Linked DNA regions of Hordeum vulgare: region 1 is linked to region 2. A link is a contact called in public Hi-C data. All regions are on one chromosome and are shown on one strand. Each heading gives the region's core, a stretch centred on a gene start, on an enhancer-like site or on the middle of the called end of the contact. The rest is flanking DNA. Distances are from core to core; before and after follow the strand shown.

Evidence for each region. A called contact is a pair of places that touch in the nucleus more often than the background predicts.
Region 1: a Hi-C map of leaf shows a contact between it and region 2, with 6 times the contacts expected there. The contact joins the promoter of LOC123436322 here to the promoter of LOC123436254 in region 2. A contact is called at or near these places in 2 of 6 Hi-C or Micro-C datasets (both in leaf).

The regions. Positions count from the first base shown.
Region 1 is chr1H:356,418,545-356,422,749 of MorexV3_pseudomolecules_assembly, reverse strand. It overlaps LOC123436322 (inositol-tetrakisphosphate 1-kinase 1), which reads left to right and starts at 2,815. Exons shown (of 1, transcript XM_045115623.1): 1 at 2,815-4,205. The coding sequence starts at 2,864. The coding sequence ends at 3,907.
Region 2 is chr1H:355,956,949-355,961,490 of MorexV3_pseudomolecules_assembly, reverse strand. It overlaps LOC123436254, which reads left to right and starts at 2,958. Exons shown (of 19, transcript XM_045115618.1): 1 at 2,958-3,442; 2 at 3,575-3,749; 3 at 3,996-4,304; 4 at 4,512-4,542. The coding sequence starts at 3,240.

The DNA.
Region 1 (4,205 bases), core at 1,566-4,065, 460 kb before region 2:
GTCGTGATTGTGTACATTGGTAAGTAGACGAGTTTGGGGGTATTTCCTTTTCATGTGTTTCACACTATTTGTGATGTCATTTAAGTTTGAGTTGATTAATGCCCAAAGAAGCCTGCCATTTTTTTGGAGCCGTGAAGTTAGGATTTTTTTTGTGCGAGTGCAACGAAGAGATCTGATGTCAGACACTTCAGATTGATCCAAGGGTTCAACGATGATGACTACGGCTTGAGGACGCTGGTCCTTATGGACACGTGCATGAAGACTTACCGAATGACATTGACAAGTTCATGCCGGCTTCGATAGGGGAGCAACAACAACGCCACATCCGTGGCTTGTTCTGGACGACGAAAGTGGTCATTCGGTGGTCTAGAGGCTTTGATGTAATTATTATTATGTTTGGAATGTTTTGTACTTCTTGTGAACCTTTTTAAAGATTCAGATGCAAAGGAGCCAAGCTGAGATTATTATTGCGCCCACACTATTTTAGAAAAGAGCAAGAAAAGCCATGTATTCAAATTGAGGTCTCATTTGGACACCTAGAAATACTGAAATAACCTAGAAACACATGAATGCACTTTCTTCCCATCGACACGTCCTTCAATGACTCTAGATTCTAGATGCATCATCAGGGCAAGGCCTAGGCGGTAGAACTTTATTCCATCCTCCCAGAGTCATCCCCGCATCGCCTTTGTGAGCATGACACATACCTAACGAACTAAAAAGCGGGATCCTTCCCATCGGCACAACCGGGGTCCACCGCGCGCCTCCATGGCCCTAGGGCCATAGAACATGAGGCTTACCGGGGAGGGCGCCAATGGGATGATGAGGAACCTAAACTTTATTGCTGGGATAAGAGACGGCCGCTTAGTCGTATAGATACATTTTTTCTCTCGAAATCTTTTATATAGAGTGTATTGTTTTTTGATAATAGAAACATTTTTCCAATGTAATTCAATGGCAATTAATATAAATCAAAATGAGTATATTTTTATGTTGAATTTGGTGTCAGTGCAGTTCCAAAACTACTTCATTAACATTTTAAACCTATACCATCCTTTTTAGGGGTAAATTTATACCTTCTAAAGCATATATTGGTGTAATTCTTTATTGCATAATTTTCTTAATGAAACCCCATATAGGTCCTATGTATAGAATGGAAGGAGTGTTTGTTAAAATGATTGCTCGTATCATTCAAATTTTCCATTCTAATTGTGCAAAATTACCACATGTCACTGTTGTCGTGGTTGTGTACATTAGTAAGTAGACGGGTCCGGAGGTATTTCCTTGTCATGTGTTTCACACTATTTGTGATGTCATTTAAGTTTGAGTTGATTAATGCCTAAAGAAGGCTGCCATATTTTTTGGAGCCGTGGGGTTAGGATTTTTTGCTGTGCGTGTGCGACGACAGAGATCTAATGTGAGACACTTCACATGGATCCAAGGGTTCAACGATGATGACTACGGCTTCACGACACTAGTCCTTAGGGACACGTCATGAAGACTTACCGAATGTCATTGACAAGTTCATGCCCGCTTCGATAGGGGAGCAACGACAACGCCGCATCCGTGGCTCGTTCTGACGACGATAGTGGTCATTCAGTGGTCGAGAAGCTTTGATGTAATTATTATCATGTTTGGAATGTTTTGTACTTTTTGTGAACCTTTTCAAAGATTCGGATGCAAAGGAGCCAAGCTGAGATTATTATTGCGCCCAAACTATTTTAGAAAAGAGTAAGAAAAGCCATGTATTTAAATCAAGGTCTCATTTGGACACCTAGAAATGCTGAAATAACCTAGAAACAATTATTATTTTACTAAAGTTAGATCAAATAAGTAACTTACTATGTTAACAATCCTCTCTTGTGCAAATAAGTAACTTACTATGTTAACAATTCTCTCTTGCGCAACTATGAACATCTCATTGTGAATTGAGATTTCATTTTGATGGATTTATTTCATACTAATGCTCGTTTAGTGGAAGGATATGTTCTCATCGACTATGAAGTGCCTTCATTGGGACCATTGTATGTGCGTATGCGTCTAAGCCGTGGTGAGTTCTTCAATCTTAAGACAAAATATGTCAGTTCAATTTCTTAATGCTTTCATAAAAATAAAATACATATGTGTTTATAGAGATGAGTATATGTATGTATACATCTAGTCGTGCTAAGAAAGACATCTTGTCATGAAAGAGACTATAACAGGCCCTGGAAAGGAAAAAACTAGAACAACAATGGTTAACCAAACCAACACCCAAAAGAAAGAGGAGATGAGATGGTCCATGAGGGTTTAGTCTTTTTAAAAGACTAAAACTAGAACAGCAATGTTTGGATCCAAGAGACTAAAACTAGTCTGACTAAAACTAATCTTTTTAAAAGGCTAAAGTTCCAAGCATCCCTGAATAAAGAGAGGCTAAAACTAGTCTTGAGGCTAAAATCTTTTAGTCAGGGGTACCCCTACTAAAATGTGCATTAGTCCTCTCTCTCCTCATTTAACTCTTCATGCAAGTTCTGGATTGAAGAGTTTGAAGGATAATAAATGCTCATTAACTTGATTTTAGTCTCTTTAGTACTTAGATCCAAGCATGGATGAGGCTAGCAAGTTTTAGTCTCATTACTTTTAGTCATGAAACTAAAACGTATCCAATCACCCTCTTAGCATCGTACGATGTTAACAAATGCAGCCATCCCCTCGGGCGTAGACCCGGTCCACGGAGAGGAGACGAAGAGGATTCTTTGGACCTGACCTGAGAATTAGATCGAATCGATCTGTTTATAAAAGAGAGGGCATCACATCCCTCCCCTACCTTTAGTTATCCATCCCATCCAAATCCCCCGATTCCTCCCAACCCTCCCAGACCGCAATGGCCGCCGCCGCCGCCGCCGCCGCCGAGGCCTCCTCCGCCGACAGCCGCCGCTACGTCGTCGGCTACGCGCTCGCGCCCAAGAAGCAGAACAGCTTCATCAAGCCCTCGCTCATCTCCCGCGCGGCGGCGCGCGGCGTCGACCTCGTCCCTGTCGACGACGCGCGGCCCCTCGCCGACCAGGGCCCCTTCGACCTCGTCATCCACAAGCTCTACGGCCACGACTGGCGCGCCCAGCTCCAGGCCTTCTCCGCCCGCTACCCCTCCGTCCCCGTCGTCGACCCGCCCCACGCCATCGACCGCCTCCACAACCGCATCTCCATGCTCCAGGTCGTCTCCGAGCTCGACGTCCCGCCCGGCGACGCCGACCGCCGCGACACCTTCGGCATCCCAAGCCAGGTCGTCGTCTACGACGCCGCCGCGCTCGCCGACTCGGGCCTCCTCGCCGCGCTCCGCTTCCCGCTCATCGCCAAGCCCCTCGTCGCCGACGGCAGCGCCAAGTCGCACAAGATGTCCCTCGTCTACCACCGAGAGGGGCTCCGCAAGCTCCGCCCGCCGCTCGTCCTGCAGGAGTTCGTCAACCACGGCGGCGTCATCTTCAAGGTTTACGTCGTCGGCGGCCACGTCACCTGCGTCAAGCGCCGCAGCCTGCCCGACGTTTCCAAGGAGATCCTCGAGGACGCCGCCGCCGAGGGCACCATCTCCTTCTCCCAGGTATCCAATCTCCCCAATCAGCGCACTGCCGAGGAGTACTACGAGGACATGCGGCTAGAGGACGCCGTCATGCCGCCCACCGATTTCGTCAACGAGATCGCAGGCGGGCTCCGCCGTGCCCTGGGCCTGCAGCTCTTCAACTTCGACATGATCCGGGATGTTCGTGCCGGGGACCGGTATCTCGTCATTGACATCAACTACTTCCCGGGCTACGCAAAGATGCCTGGCTACGAGATTGTCCTCACCGATTTCTTCTGGGATATGGTTCACAAGGACGATGTGGCCCTCAAGGAGGAGGAGGAGCAGAGCAATCATGCTGTTGTGAAATGAGATGGATTTGGCCGGCATAGCTTGCTCGCAGACCTGCAATTCTTTCATGTCTGGGGGAAATGTGAGGGGTGGCAGGATGGTTACAAGACTTGAGGGGAATAACGAGCAACCAATTAGGATGGGGAGATGGGGATCAACAGGTTCTGGATTTACTTGGGTTTCAACCTGCCGCAAGCGGAGGACCTGCAATGTAAATCCTCTCTCCTTGCTCCTGTCATACCGGTTGTTTAGGTATCTTTCTGTTCTTCGTAATTTGCTTCACCCGGTTTAGTTAGAACAAAAGTGGGGGAACGGGAGC
Region 2 (4,542 bases), core at 1,709-4,208:
ACACTTTACAGGGTGCGACGCCCGAGTCTTAGGCGTCACACTGCCTGGGGGTGGGCCCTCCCTGCCAGGTGGCCGGGGCGTGTGGCACCGACGACTTAGGCGTCACACAGTGTAGTGTGGCGCCTAGATGTCGGGCGCCACACGAAAGGGTCAGACGGGTGAATTTTGTTGCGTTCGGGTTCACTTCGTGAGTTCTTTCGCTACAAAGGTCATTTTTGTTAATTTTGCGTAACTAAAAGCTTCTCACTCTAGTTGATGAGATCAATGCGCACGTCGCATACGCTCATGGTCCCACTATGAGTGCATGCGTCGTGAGTAGCTACACACATGAATGGATAACACCATAACAAAGTAAGCTTTTTCTACATTGACACATAACGATGACACTAGAAATTATTAGTGCCTCCAGTGGTAGCTTCAAATCCCATAATTTTGAATCATTCGGTGGATCCTATCAAGGGTTTACATTGTTTTTGAGTTTAAAATTTTAAAGTTTAAAACTTGCACACTATATAGATAGTACTAGCAAATATGCCCGTGTGTTGCAACGGGAGACAAAAATATTACGTTATAGCCAAATAAATATTGCTCAATACCCCGACATATGAGCATCCTCTATTTTTGTTCTTAACACGGTGACCCATCATGTTGCCACTTATCTTTTCTTCCATCCTCGTCAATGATGGGCGTGGTTAAATTTTGTTGATTGATGCCCACTATATTTTTTCTGAAATGCATGGACAATTTTTTACTCAGTCTATGAACTTTTTTAAATGGGGAATAACTTTTGAAATTCAAGATTTTTTTAGTTTTTCTCAACGTTATTTTTACTTCATAGACATTTTCTTCGAATTCACTAATATGTTTTGGATAAATGGTCATTTTAAAAATCATGAACATTTTATTCAAAAGTGTGAATCATTTTATAACATGTGAACAGTTTTTAAAAATCATCAATTTTTTAAACCATGAACGTTTTATTATTTCCTGAACCTATGTTTCAATTCCCAAACATTCTATGGTTTCATGAACAATATTTTTCAGAACTCAAAAAATTGGAATTTTGAAAAATCATGAATTAGTTTAAAGAAGTACAAAATAAATGGTATAATAAGTGTTTGCTGCTATAAAAAGAAGTACATTCTATGAATTATTATTTCCTGGCCCATGAACTCGTGTTTGCTGCTATAAAAAGAGAAAATCATTGTCCATGTGATCAAGTTTTGTCGATTGATGTAAACTTATCTTTTTTCTAAAATGCATGGACAGTTTTTTATTCAGTGAACATTTTTTGAATCGATGATTTTTTTGTAAATAGGGAATAACTTGGGTATTCGAATTTTGAAAATTCATAGACATTGTGTGAATTATTTTATAATATGCAAACGTTTTTTAAAACCATCAACATTTTTTGAATCCGTGAACATTTTCTGATTTTCTGAACCTTTGTTTTAATGTCCAAACATTCTATGATTTCATGAACATTTTTTTCAAAACTAAAAGAATTGGAATTTTGGAAAATCATGTATTAATTTAAAGAAAAAAATATACTGAAATAATAAAACATGGGCTGGTCCATTAACCCATGTGTTCTGTTATATACACAGAGGAATAATAGGGATGAAAAAATGTGTGCCTACCAGGGGATCGAACCTGGGTGTGCTGTGTGGAAGGCAACCGCTCTAGCCACCAAATCGAGCGCCTGCTCATGATTTTTAGTTCTCATATCTTTATAACTGCACACGACCACAACTTTGACAAAACAAATCTGAACCGTTTTTTAACTTATGGGTGGCATAGTGGGTAATTTAAGTCAACTTTGAGGGTAATTTTAAACTTACATTTATTTCCTTCCCAACCAATCATCTCTCCCCTTTTCCAAAAAAATCATCTCTCCCGTGATTCTCATAGCAGGCCACTCGCCCTGCACGGTGGTTGCAGCCTGGCACTGCTCCTGCACCTTATCGATCCCATCCAGATCCTCGGTTTCCTCTAGCTCAAGTTCAACAGCAAGGATCCAATGCACCTTGAGCGCCATGCGCAGGGACTTGGCACATGTGTCGATGACGAAGCGGTCGAGGGAGGGGCTGGACTTGTGCACGAGCATGTAGCAGACCTGGAAGAGGTAGGCCTCGAGGCCCGAGAGCGAGAGCGTGTACATCCGGTTGCAGAGGTAGTCGCGCACGCCGGCATGGTCGTGCTTGTAGAGGTAGCTGACGGCGATCCACTCGCAGAAGAAGGCGGAGTCGAAGAAGCGGACGAGCCAGTCGCTGCTCCCGACAGGGGCGCCGCATCTCCGCCGGCGGCCGTGATCTCTCGCGGCGACTCCTCAGGCCCGAAGCCGAGGCCCCGCAGCCCGAGAAGCCGCACCATGGCTGCGGGCTTCTCCTTGTCCCACCGAAACCAACCGTCACTGGAACCCTCCTCCAGTCACCACCATCGCTCGCAGCACACGGGGCAGCTCGATCCAGAACCGCGGCCGCTCCCCCAAATCTCAATCCAGAGCTGGCTTTGGGGTTGTACCCCAATCCAAACCCTAGCCCCCGAACGGACGGCGAGATCGCGCACGCAGCTCGGTGCGAGGGCATGCAAACCCTAGCTAGCTGCCTAGTAGCTCCGGAATCGAGTCGCGCGCCGAGGGATCTTGGAATTGGGGAGGGAATTGGGAGCGGGGAAGTGTGGCAAGGGATCTTGGAATTGGGGAGGACTCGGGGGTGGGAGGACTCTCGTTTGAATTTTCTTTTTTCTTTTTATAACATAGGGAATGCGAGTTGAATACTCAGAAGCGGAGGGACTTTTTTTTAAAAGTAACGACGACGTACGTTAGGAGCACTGCATGCTTTATTAATAGGTAGAGAGTAGAGATAGATAATCACCCGTCAACAAAATTCATCATACCCAAACAAGACTCGGTGTTCTACAAGGTGTAAAATGACATGAACAAATTCAAACGAATCACTCTCAAGTCTCAACTACTCCATTGGAGGAAAAAATGTGTTAATCTCACAATTAGCGGCCAAAATATCTGAAAATTGGCAAAAATTTAGCTGTTCGTCCTGGTGGCTCGTCTTCTCGAGCTCCGCTTCCAGAAAAACCTCACGACGACGGCTCGCAACAAGCCGACAACCTAGAACCCTCCCCTCTCCCTCCCCGTCTCCTTCCGAGCAGCGACCGGAAGCGCACACGCCCGCCGGTGTACCCAATCAAGTAGCGCTTCCACAACGTCGCCGCCCACCGGGATGGAGGCCGCGGCGGCGGCGGCGGCGGCCTCCGACGAAACCCTAGCCGCCGTCTTCGCCCAGCTCAAGCCCCACACCATCGCCCTCCTCGACGTCCTTCGCAGCCGCTCCCCCGCCTCCAATTCCGCCGCCTCCTCCTCCCTCCGCGCCATGACCGCCGTCCTCCGCTCCGTGCCCGCCCCCGCCTTGCAGCTCTGCTTCGAGTATGTATACAGTATACACCCACTCCCCATCCCCCGCACGCTCCGCTGCTTGAGGAAAATATGCCCTTCTTATACTGCGTGCATGTGTCTTTGATTCGTGATCTAATCTCGGTGCCCTGTGCTTTTCTCTAGCTATACTGCGTTTCCGTTGCTCATGCTCCTGGATGCAGCGGTGCAGTGCAGGAAGGATGGCAAGGCAGCAGGGCAGGGTGTCGGGGAGCTCGACATCACTGATGCCATCGCCGAAGGCGGGCTCACCTGCCTTGAGTTGCTCCTCACCAAGTGCCACCTCACCTCGCTCAATCAGGTGATTAATTCAGCCAACCCATGATTCTGCAGTGTAGTCTAGTTCTCTAGCAACCTATCTAGAACCTGCTAAGTAACTGCTTACTAGAACTTGATTTTGGAAATTTAGTTTTGAACTATTAACTATGGCCATATGGTACAAAGCATCTCCACACTTCATATATTGGATAGATCATGTGGGTTGTTTTCTGTTGGTGAATCTACCAAGTTTTTCACACATGTTATATAGTTTTGTTTGGCGTGCTAGATGGTTGCGTTGCTGAAAAAGTTGACAGCTGGGGCAATACTTTCACCTTCCGAGGGTTCAGAAGAATTCCGCCTAGGCATAGTAAGATGCTTCAGAGCCATGATTCTGCAGTTGCAATCATGCTCGGATAAGTCCTGTTCTTGTAAGCAAGCAACTGTATTGCCTACGACCCCAACCATTCTGAGCTCGGAAATTAGTAGTGTGGTTCACCCAAAGCATTCTGCAAAACCAGAGGAGTGCTTGCTTGCATTCCTGCGGTCGGATAATGCTTCACCTGCTATCGGACATTGGCTTTCACTTCTTCTACAGGTATAGTATTCATTCCTGAACATATGTATGGACACTTCTCTTTTTCCCGCCACTTTTCTTTTTGTTTATATAGTGCCTTTGCCACCCAGTTATTCTTTAATTTCCCCCCAAAAACCATTCTATTATTTGTGCACACATGTTCTTTTAGATGCAATAACCATGTGTTAGTAAGATGGAACTTTCATTTGGTTTATTTTCATATGGAAGTCATCAGAATTTGAGGCATCAAGAGGTCACC